2 separate regions of the Mus musculus genome follow, and region 1 is linked to region 2. A link is a contact called in public HiChIP or PLAC-seq data. All regions are on one chromosome and are shown on one strand. Each heading gives the region's core, a stretch centred on a gene start, on an enhancer-like site or on the middle of the called end of the contact. The rest is flanking DNA. Distances are from core to core; before and after follow the strand shown. Region 1 has its middle 17 kb from the start of Htr3a. Region 2 overlaps Zbtb16 (zinc finger and BTB domain containing 16).

Region 1 (4,479 bases), core at 356-2,855, 280 kb before region 2:
TGTGTCAACTTGACACAGGCTGGAGTTATCACAGAGAAATGAGCTTCAGTTGGGGAAGTGCCTCCATGAGATCCAGTTGTAAGGCATTTTCTCAATTAGTGATCAAGGGGGAAAGGCCCCTTTTGGGTGAGACCATCTCTGGGCTGGTAGTCTTGGGTTCTATAAGAGAGCAGGCTGAGCAAGCCAGGGGAAGCAAGCCAGTAAGTAACATTCCTCCATGGCCTCTGCATCAGCTCCTGTTTTCTGACCTGTTTGAGTTCCAGTCCTGACTTCCTTTGGTGATGAACAGCAGTATGGAAGTGTAAGCTGAATAAACCCTTTCCTCCCCAACTTGTTTCTTGGTCATGATGTTCGTGCAGGAATAGAAACCCTGACTAAGACAGCAGACCAAGTACTTACTATCAGGAAAGACCTTTTATTGTGCACCATTCCCATGAATGGGAGCTGCACCGTATCATTGTAGAGAGTGGGTAGTGCGTATCACAGAAAATGCTGAGTTTCATCACAGGTGATGAAGACAAAGGAAGGTACAACAGCCTTAAATGTGATTTCTGTAAGAAGAAATATAGGAGTCGAGGGACATAGATTTAGCACTGGCTTTCAATGATGTCAGGAAGGCTGTCCCTAGTGATCAGACACTAGACTTTGGGGCAAGTAGAGCAGGTGCCCACCATCTGGAGCATAGGAACTCCTAAGAAGGTTGCTGAGACAGGGTTTGGCTTTGGATCAGTTGGCTCTTATTTGGACAATATGCTTGTAGGCTAACCATTCATCATATCTAGTGAATGGCTCATTCTTGGGGGAACAGTCTCTCCAGCGTCAGAAGGACTCTAGATATCAAAGCACCAGCGTACATAATGTAAAAGTGATGGTCCTTCAGCCTGCTCTGAGGGTTCCAGAAGTACAAAATCTCTTTCCTCTGCTTTTCTGGGCACTTCAGTGTAGCATGCTACGAAACTTAGTGGTCGGCTTCAACAGAGGAGACAGTTGTGCACTGAGCCAAGTATGAGAGGAAGGGTTGTTTGAGGGGGTAGTACCCCACAAATCGAACTCATTCATACACAGACCCACCCTTTAGCTCAGTAGTGACCTGAGCATTTGCTCTGTGTGTCAGGGACCTGGCCCTGTGCCAACAGAGCTGCCCAGGAAAGATGGTGACAGTGTGCAGGAGCTTCAAGGAGCACTCCATCTGACAGGGGGGGGGTGTAAAAGGGCGCAGATGTGGGGGCTCAGAATCACATTTGGGCTTCACTGCAGTGTACTTCTTAAAGCTGTCTGACTTCATCCGATGAAAACCTGCTGGTTTGGCACAAGCTGCCTGGATATATAGCATCAGGCTTTTTGAGAGCTCAGGGTAGGAGTTGGGGGGTGGGGGAAGAGGCTAAGAGAGACAGAGAAAGACACAGATAGAGACAGACAAACAGACAGACAGACAAACAGAGACTGGGACTAGATTCGGCACTTCTTGGGAACCAGTGAGAAGTGCAGGCGTGCCATCTGAGTTCCACAGATCCCCACGGGATGTGTTTGCACATTCACCCACTCTGGGGGAAGCAGGGGTTCTAAGGATCAAGAGGATTGCAGGTGACTGTGGGATTCTGGGAGGCCTGAATAATTGGGAGGTGGGCATTCAGAGATAGAACAGTGTCCCTTGGAGTCCACTCTGCTACCAGGGCAGCTGGGCCCTGGGGCACCTGCCAATCACTGCAGTGCACTTGGTAATCTCCCCTCTTCACAATCAGATCGGTCAAGCACCCAGTGCAGCTGGGCCTCTGAATTATAGGCTGTGGGCAGATGGCTGTCCAAGGAAACAGCCAACGAGTGTGCATCAGGCCCCTTCCTCTGGCTCCTGCTCCTGACAGCAAACACCCACTCTCTGCAAGGAATAAGGCAGTGACACACCACATCAAATGCTTACCGCATCAGAGCCCACTCCCAGCCCTGCTCAGGGAAAAACCCTGGACCTCTCTGCCCTCCAATGCATGATTCTTGCCTCTGACAGATGTAATCCTCTCGTTCACCACACCCCTCCGGTCTTAGAGCTAGGAGCAGCAGAATGCTGTGAGTCGGAGATGGCAGGGAGCATGAGGTGCCATCCACCTTCACCTCTGGCATCCGATACAGTGTTGGCTCAATGAAGATCACTCTGGGAGTGGGAAGGGTCTGGGAGTCCCAAGTGTCAACCAGGCCACATTGCTGCCACTACTCCTGTCCCTTGCCAGGGCAAATACCAGGAAGAGGAATCATAACTTTGAGTGGTTGCTTGGTCTTCCTTACCAGGTCCCTGATACCAAGTAGCCCATTCTCCCTTTTACTGCTTCTTCACTCTGGTCCCTGAGAGAATGAAAGTTCTCTCCATTTCCCATCTTCCCCTGTAGGCAATACCCATTAGGTTCCAGGGCTCCAGGAGACGGCTTCACTCTAGGTCTTAGGTCTTCCTTCAGCCTGCCAATCTTTCTGGATACTCCTCTGCTCTCTGGATTTTCTGCTAACCTGAATTAATTCTCCTTGTCATCCTGGGATTCTCCAGGGCACTAAGCAGAGACAAGGGTGGCCATTGTTGGTTTATAGACTTGGGAGTCTCTTGCTATTTGGGATAGTAGTGGGCATGCATGCATGCTTGTATGTACATGTGTGTATCGTGTGTGTGTGTGTGTGTGTGTGTGTGTGTGTGTGTGTGTGTGTGTGTGTGTATGTGTTGTAGCAACATGAAGTTGAAGGGTCATCAGAGCTCTCATTCTGGAGATGTGGCTGGGAGATGATACTATCCCAAGATTATGGTAAAGATGACATTAGATGATGTTAGATACAGATACTGCTACCTACAGGCACTGGCTATGTGCAGTCCATTTGAGACAGAGAACAAGGCTATACAGACTAGCAATCTTCTGGGCCTCTGTACTATGGTCAGGTTCTAATCTTAGTCCCTGAGGACGTAAGGTCTGTTGATGTATAAAAACATGATTGAGGCTGTGGTAGGGTACATGCCTAGTATACACAAAGCCCTGGGTTTAATCCCCAGGACCCTACAAACTGAGTGTGTATTATTTGGGAAGTAAAGGTAGGAGTATTTGAGGTTTAGAATCATCCTTGGTGGACATAGCAAGTTTCAGACCATCTTGGACCACAGGAGACTCGTCTTAAGAAAACAAAGAGGAGAGGATGAAGGAAGAAAAGGGTAATTGGGAGTTGCATACAGAAGCACATGCTTCTAATCTCACATTTTGGGGAGGCTACAGAAGAAAGATTGAAAGTTCAAAGCCAGTCTGGGATACATGGTGAGACCTGGGCTCAATAAATAAAAACAAACACAAGCAAACTACCATCACAATGAAAGCAAGTCAGAGAAACTCAAAACAAGCAAACAACAAAAGCTACACAACTTAAACACACACACACACACACACAATCAGCATTCGTGCTGGTCGTTATGGATGGGGCTGTCTGTGGAATGTATCAGTTCCCTGTTGCTACTTCAATAAATTGCTACAGATTTGGTGGCTTAAAGCAGCACACATTCATTCTCTTATGTCCTTCAAAGCTAAGGTGTTGGCAGAATGGATCCCTTCTGAAAAGAGAGCAGAATGGGTTCTTTCTCTTTTCCAGCTTCTAAAGGCCACCTGTCTTTTTCTCTTCTTCTCTTTTTCTGGTGGCCCCTCCCTGCATCATCATTTGCTTCCATCTTCTCCTTCCTTGTCCTCAAATCTCCTTCATATGAAGAGACTTGTGCTTACATTTAGGATTGACCCAGTGTATTAACTAACTTCTTGTCACCATAATCAAATTCCTGACAGGAAGCAATTTAACCCATAAACCAGACATCTATGTCACCCCCTCCAAGGTTCAAGGAATATCCTGGAAGGAAGGCAATGTAGAAAGAATGTCACAGCAGTTGTAGTTATTTGCATGAGACCTATACAAGATGAGCTCTGCCAACATCCCATCGGGGGATGGAGGTGGGGTGTCTTAGTCAGGGTTTCTATTCCTGCACAAACATCATGACCAAGAAGCAAGTTAGGGGGGGGTAAGGGTTTATTCAGCTTACACTTCCATACTGCTGTTCATCACCAAAGGAAGTCAGGACTGGAACTCAAGCAGGTCAAAAAGCAGGAGCTGATGCAGAGGCCATGGAGGGATGTTCTTTACTGGCTTGCTTCCCCTGGCTTGCTCAGCCTGCTCTCTTATAGAACCAAGACTACCAACCCAGAGATGGTCCCACGCACAAGGGGACCCCCCTCCCCATGATCACTAATTGAGAAAATGCCTTACATCTGGGTCTTGGGGTGGCATTTTACCCAACTGAAGCTCATTTCTCTGTGATAACTCCAGCCTGTGTTAAGTTGACACAAAACTAGCCAGTACATGGGGTTACTGAGGTCCAACCTCTAACCGAGGGGCTAATGACAGTTAATGGTAACTAGGGGAAGAGGAGCCACTTTATTCAGTGATGGCCACTGATAAGGTGTCCATGCTCCTAGG
Region 2 (4,703 bases), core at 1,763-4,262:
CACCCTTGGCCCCTCCCCCTTTCTCCTCTCCTGTCTCTCCCCCCACCCACCCTCTCCTCCCCTCAGGTCCGACTCCCTCCCTCCAGTTAGCCCCATCTCACCACTCCCCTTGCCTTCACTTGCCTCCAGTCCAGACTGCTTTCTGTCCACTTGGAAGTGCGCTCCCCGTTGCAGCCGCTTACCTACCCACACCTGCCTTCCTTCTGTGTAGATTGATGCATTTCTTGTTAACTTCAGTGTTTCTGACAAGACTTTAAAAAAAAAAAAAAGGAAAAAAAGTGAATTTACTGCTGCAGGTTTTTTTCTCCATGTGTCACCAAGTGAAGTTTGTGCCTTCTATAGCAAAGAGAATATTTTTTACATCCTACTAACAGTAGATTTTTTTGTAGTGAACATTTTTTGTATTTTTATTTATAAGTCTCATAAGAAAAATAGCGATGTTCAGTTGTATACCTTGAATCTGCAGTTAGAAGAGAATAAAGTTAACTCAGTTGTCTCTGGCTCCAAGTGTCCTTTTTAAAAAATGTGCCTCGACCTCTTTCTTTCCTGTCTTGGGTGGGAACACACTGGAGGAACTGGGATTTCTGCCTGGAGATGAAGGCAGAGAAATGTTAATGTGTTAGTATAAGCCCTGATTGTTTTGCATTCTTAGTGATTTGGTGACCGGTGTGTGTGCACAGATGCACAGGTACACACACGAACATCTGCCATGGTGCATGTACGGCGGGGTGGGGGTGGGGGGGTGAGGGTGGGAGGTCAGAGTACAGCTTCTCGAAGTCTCATTCCACTGTGTGGGTTCTGAGGATCTACTCCAACCTTCCATGGCACGTTCCTTTGCCACTGAGCCATCTCAGCCCCACATTCAGCCTTTTTTTTTTTTTTGCATGACATTTTAATGCTACATTTACAAGTCACAAACCCAAGGATTGAACTCAGGTCATTAGGCCTGGCAGCAAGGGTCTTGGCCCACTGAGCCATTTTACTAGCTCCCATTCTTGCTTTTAAAATATTTCGGTTACATTTTATTTAGTGTGTGTGTGAGCGTGTGAGTATGTGTGCACACGCTCACACACACACCAAGCACATGTATAGAGGTTAGAAGACTAAAAGGTTGAGGAGGAGTTCTGTGTATGAATGGTTTTCCTGCACATATGTATGTGCACCCTATGTGTTCCTGCTGCCTGCCCTCTGAGGTGAGAAGAAGTTTTCAGATGCTCTGGAACCAAGGTCAGAAATGGTTGTGAGCCATCAGGCTGGGAATCGAGCCTGGGACCTCAGCAAGAGCAAGAAGTACTCTGAGCCATCTCTCCATCCCAGAATACAAAGGGAGTCCATTCTCTCTGTTTACCTTTGAGTCCTGAGAACCCAAGTCTGGCTGTCAGGCTTGGCAGCAGGTACCATTTCTCACTGAGCCATCTCATCAACCCAACACCCTTGCTTTGGGGTGTGGGTTGAGAAGCAGTGTTAAATGTATGAATGTCGTTTGACCTTGGAACAATGCACTAAGTGACAGTTTCATTCAGAAAAACTCTTGGCTTGAGTGATAGTTTCTGCACTGGGAATTCAGGAAGCAGCACTCCCGAAGCTGCCACGTTTTTTTCAAAGTGTGTGGTGACCACTCAGTCTCATGCAGTCAGTATGCGGGGGTCTAACCCTGACCAGATCAGATGCCAAAGGATGCCTGCTTTTCCCAGGCTTGAGGTACGATAGCCCTCTGTCTTCTTCACGGGGAAGCAAGCTTCGGAGTTGTCTCAACACAGAGCTTTCACCAGAAGGTTCTGTGGCAGTCATGACCTGTTGCATAGCTAGAGGTTTTCACTCAGTGGTATAGCACCTGCCTGACCTACAACGCCTGAGGCTCCATCTGGTCCCCGGCTGCAGGGGAGAGCACCACCTGGCTCATCTTCAGCACTAACTGCAGCTCTGCTCAGGCCCTGGATGCACAGCCTGATAACATCTCTGCCTTTCTTCTCCAGCGTCATGTCTTCCCACTAGACCCAAGTCACGGCCTCCATAGTGGGTCACTAACAGCGCTAAAACAGTGTAGCCTGAGTTCCTGCACTTCCACTGACACACGTGTGTGTGCATGCGTGTGTGTGTGTGTGTGTGTGTGTGTGTGTGTGTGTGTGTGTGTGTGTGTGTTTCCAGTTTTTATTCTCCAGGTCCTGGGTCTGTTGGCCTTCGGGTTGTTGAGCTGAGAGACTCTGAAGTCACACTAACCCTAACAACCCTCCCAGGAAGAGGCCCAGCCCATGGCAGGAAGCCTTCCATTCTTCCGAGCCCTAGGTCCTCTGTTGGTCCTCCTTTCCCGTCTCTTTCTCCTCATCTTGCACCCAGGTTTGCATCTCTCTTTGTCACTCCTCCGTTTTCTCCCCCATTACTCACTCTCATTTCTGGGATATTTCTTTTGCCCTGTACCTCACTACCACGTCACGTGTCCCTGCTTCTTAAAAACAAAAACAAAAACAAAAACAGTCCTTGGCCAAAGATGTATACGTTTTGATTGGGATCTGCTCCCCTCAAGCCTTGCCCCTCAAGCCAGCCCCCGCCCCGCCCTCTCTGCACTCCGTCCCTCCCCCTCTGCACCCCACCCCTTCCTCAGGCCTCAGCTTTCTCTTGACAGATGGGAGGGCAGTGGGCACTCCCTCTTTAAAACAACATTTAATCGCCGTTTTCTGTTCTTGGACATCAAAGCTGGGGCTTAGGCACTGCACTGGGGTCCCGGCGGCGCGGGCTCTTGGGGAGAGGAGGTGAGTGAATAGGAGCTGGCTGAATGGGCTTTGTGTGACCGCCGGGGTCTGCCTGCTTTACATGCTCTTTGACCCAGATATGATCTCATGGAGAGAAAGGGGCCCCGGCCAGGCCAGCCTGAGAACGCTCCTCCGAGGCCTGCTGCAGCCCCTCCTCCCTCCCTGGGCAGCGGGCCGCAGCTGCCCTCTGCCCCAGCCCGCAGCATGGGGAACTGCCTCTAGGGCAGGCCCCGCCAGGGGTGGGGGTGGGGCGGGGCACGAGGCTGAGGTCAGAAGAGGGGACAGGCAGCTGGACTGGAAAGATAGAGTCCAGGTTGGGTGGATGGGGATCATCCCACTTGTGCTCTTGGCTTGGTTGGCTGGGAGCCTCCTCTACTCACTACTTCCCTGCGGTCCCTTCCTGTCCAGTGCTCTCTGTCACTACTGCCGAGGTTCTGGTACACCCTTGATTGGCTCTCTTTTTAGTGGCTCTGGATGTCACTCAGGGAGCAGAGTTGAAGCCCAGAATTAACAGAAGTCTGCACAAGACCCACAAGAGTGTAGCTGATCAAACAAAGAAGAGTGAATCTAAGGACTGCTCCATCCTGCCAGCACCTCCTCTCCCTCCACCCACAGCCACAGTGCCTTCCGCCTAGCTGCCAGCAGAGTCCCTCTCGCCCCAGCATCCATCCATCCTTTACTCTTCCATCCTGCAGAGAATATATCCCCCCACCGCTCCCCCTCTACAGACAACTTATCACGTTTTTGAAAACTCCTTAATCACTCCTAGGATAGGTCCAAACTCCCCATGGGACCTCAATGGTAGTCCCTGCTTGACACCCCAATCTGTTCTTTAGATCCACCCCTACCTTGCTAGAGTCAATTTGATCACCAGGATGGTTTTAGAGACTTAGGGTCCTGTGCTCTGCGGCCTGTGTCACCCTGTTTCACCAGCTGAACAGAGCACAACGCAAGCTTCCTGGTCCTCTCAGCTTTCCCCGGGGTCTTGCTTCATCTCAAATGCTACCTTTCTCAGGAGACCTTCCCTAGATGCCTGAGACTGTATCGGGTGCCCTGCTATGCAGACCCTGCAACCCGCCATTTGTCACAGTGCATTACTGTCATCTAAGCTCTCCGGTGTTCCCTTCACCAGACATCGAGTTCCTTGAGGTTAGGAACCGTGTGTTCTATATCTTGGTGTTCCTAGAGCCTAACATTGCACTTGGCAGGTGCCCAATAAATCTTTGCTGAATACATGGAAGGAAAATAGAGGGAAGAAGAGAGGCAATTCGCTCACTGAAACTGAGGATGCAGTCGCCAAGGGTGAGGAAATGGAGCTAAATAGGAAGACGCCCCTCACATGCCCACCTAGGCATCTCCCCATGACATCAAGAACTGGTATCCATGCTGCAGGTAGAGTAGCTCAGTGTGGGCTCTTGCGCCTGTATTTGTTCCTAAGGTCACCTTAAAGGAAGAAGGCGTGACAGGCTCAGGACAGTGGCATTTTATAGCTGGGGACTACCTGGCTTGGTCCAGTCTAGGGTGAGCTGTTTCCACACAGACCGGAAGGCTTTGCCCCACCGGGAGGCCCTAGCTCTCTCTGTGCTCCCAGACCCAGAGCTACAGCTCTTTGGCCACTCCTTACCCGGAGTGCTGGCGGACTGACTCCCCTAGGCTGCTTTCTTTGCACCCCAGGGGTGCCTCAGTGAAAGTGAACTCTCTCATTTAAACCTGACTCTGCAGCCCTGCGGCCCCCTGCAGAGCTAATTACCCTGTAGTTCCAAACTGATTGCTGTACACTCAGCTTAAGCCCTCCTTTATTTATTTACTGACTACATTAATAGCAAAGCCCAGTGGCTTTCAGCTGCTCCTTGTTACACACCTCTGGCTGTTCTCTGTTGCCCAGCTTCTCTCAGCCTGACATAGAGCCCCCCGAACTTACCACCCTAACTGAATTCCCTGGACAAGATAATA

What was found. HiChIP or PLAC-seq counts read pairs in DNA pulled down with a chosen protein or histone mark.
Region 1: a contact with region 2 is called in an H3K4me3 HiChIP or PLAC-seq map of embryonic basal ganglia, with 4 times the contacts expected there. The contact joins two enhancer-like sites. A contact is called at or near these places in 1 of 484 Hi-C or Micro-C datasets (bone marrow-derived macrophages) and 11 of 115 datasets of contacts at active chromatin or transcription factors (embryonic basal ganglia, embryonic forebrain, embryonic limb bud and 6 more).

What each region holds. Positions count from the first base shown.
Region 1 is chr9:48,926,292-48,930,770 of GRCm38.p6, reverse strand. No RefSeq gene overlaps it. Among named protein-coding and RNA genes, the nearest start is that of Htr3a, 17 kb to the right of the region's middle. Within about 2 kb of position 1,605, at least 10 of the 459 cell types and tissues checked have an H3K27ac peak or open chromatin away from gene starts, as enhancers often do.
Region 2 is chr9:48,647,595-48,652,297 of GRCm38.p6, reverse strand. Zbtb16 (zinc finger and BTB domain containing 16) reads left to right here. Exons shown (of 7, transcript NM_001364543.1): 7 at 1-501. Among named protein-coding and RNA genes, the nearest start is that of Gm32280, 20 kb to the left of the region's middle. Within about 2 kb of position 3,012, at least 101 of the 459 cell types and tissues checked have an H3K27ac peak or open chromatin away from gene starts, as enhancers often do.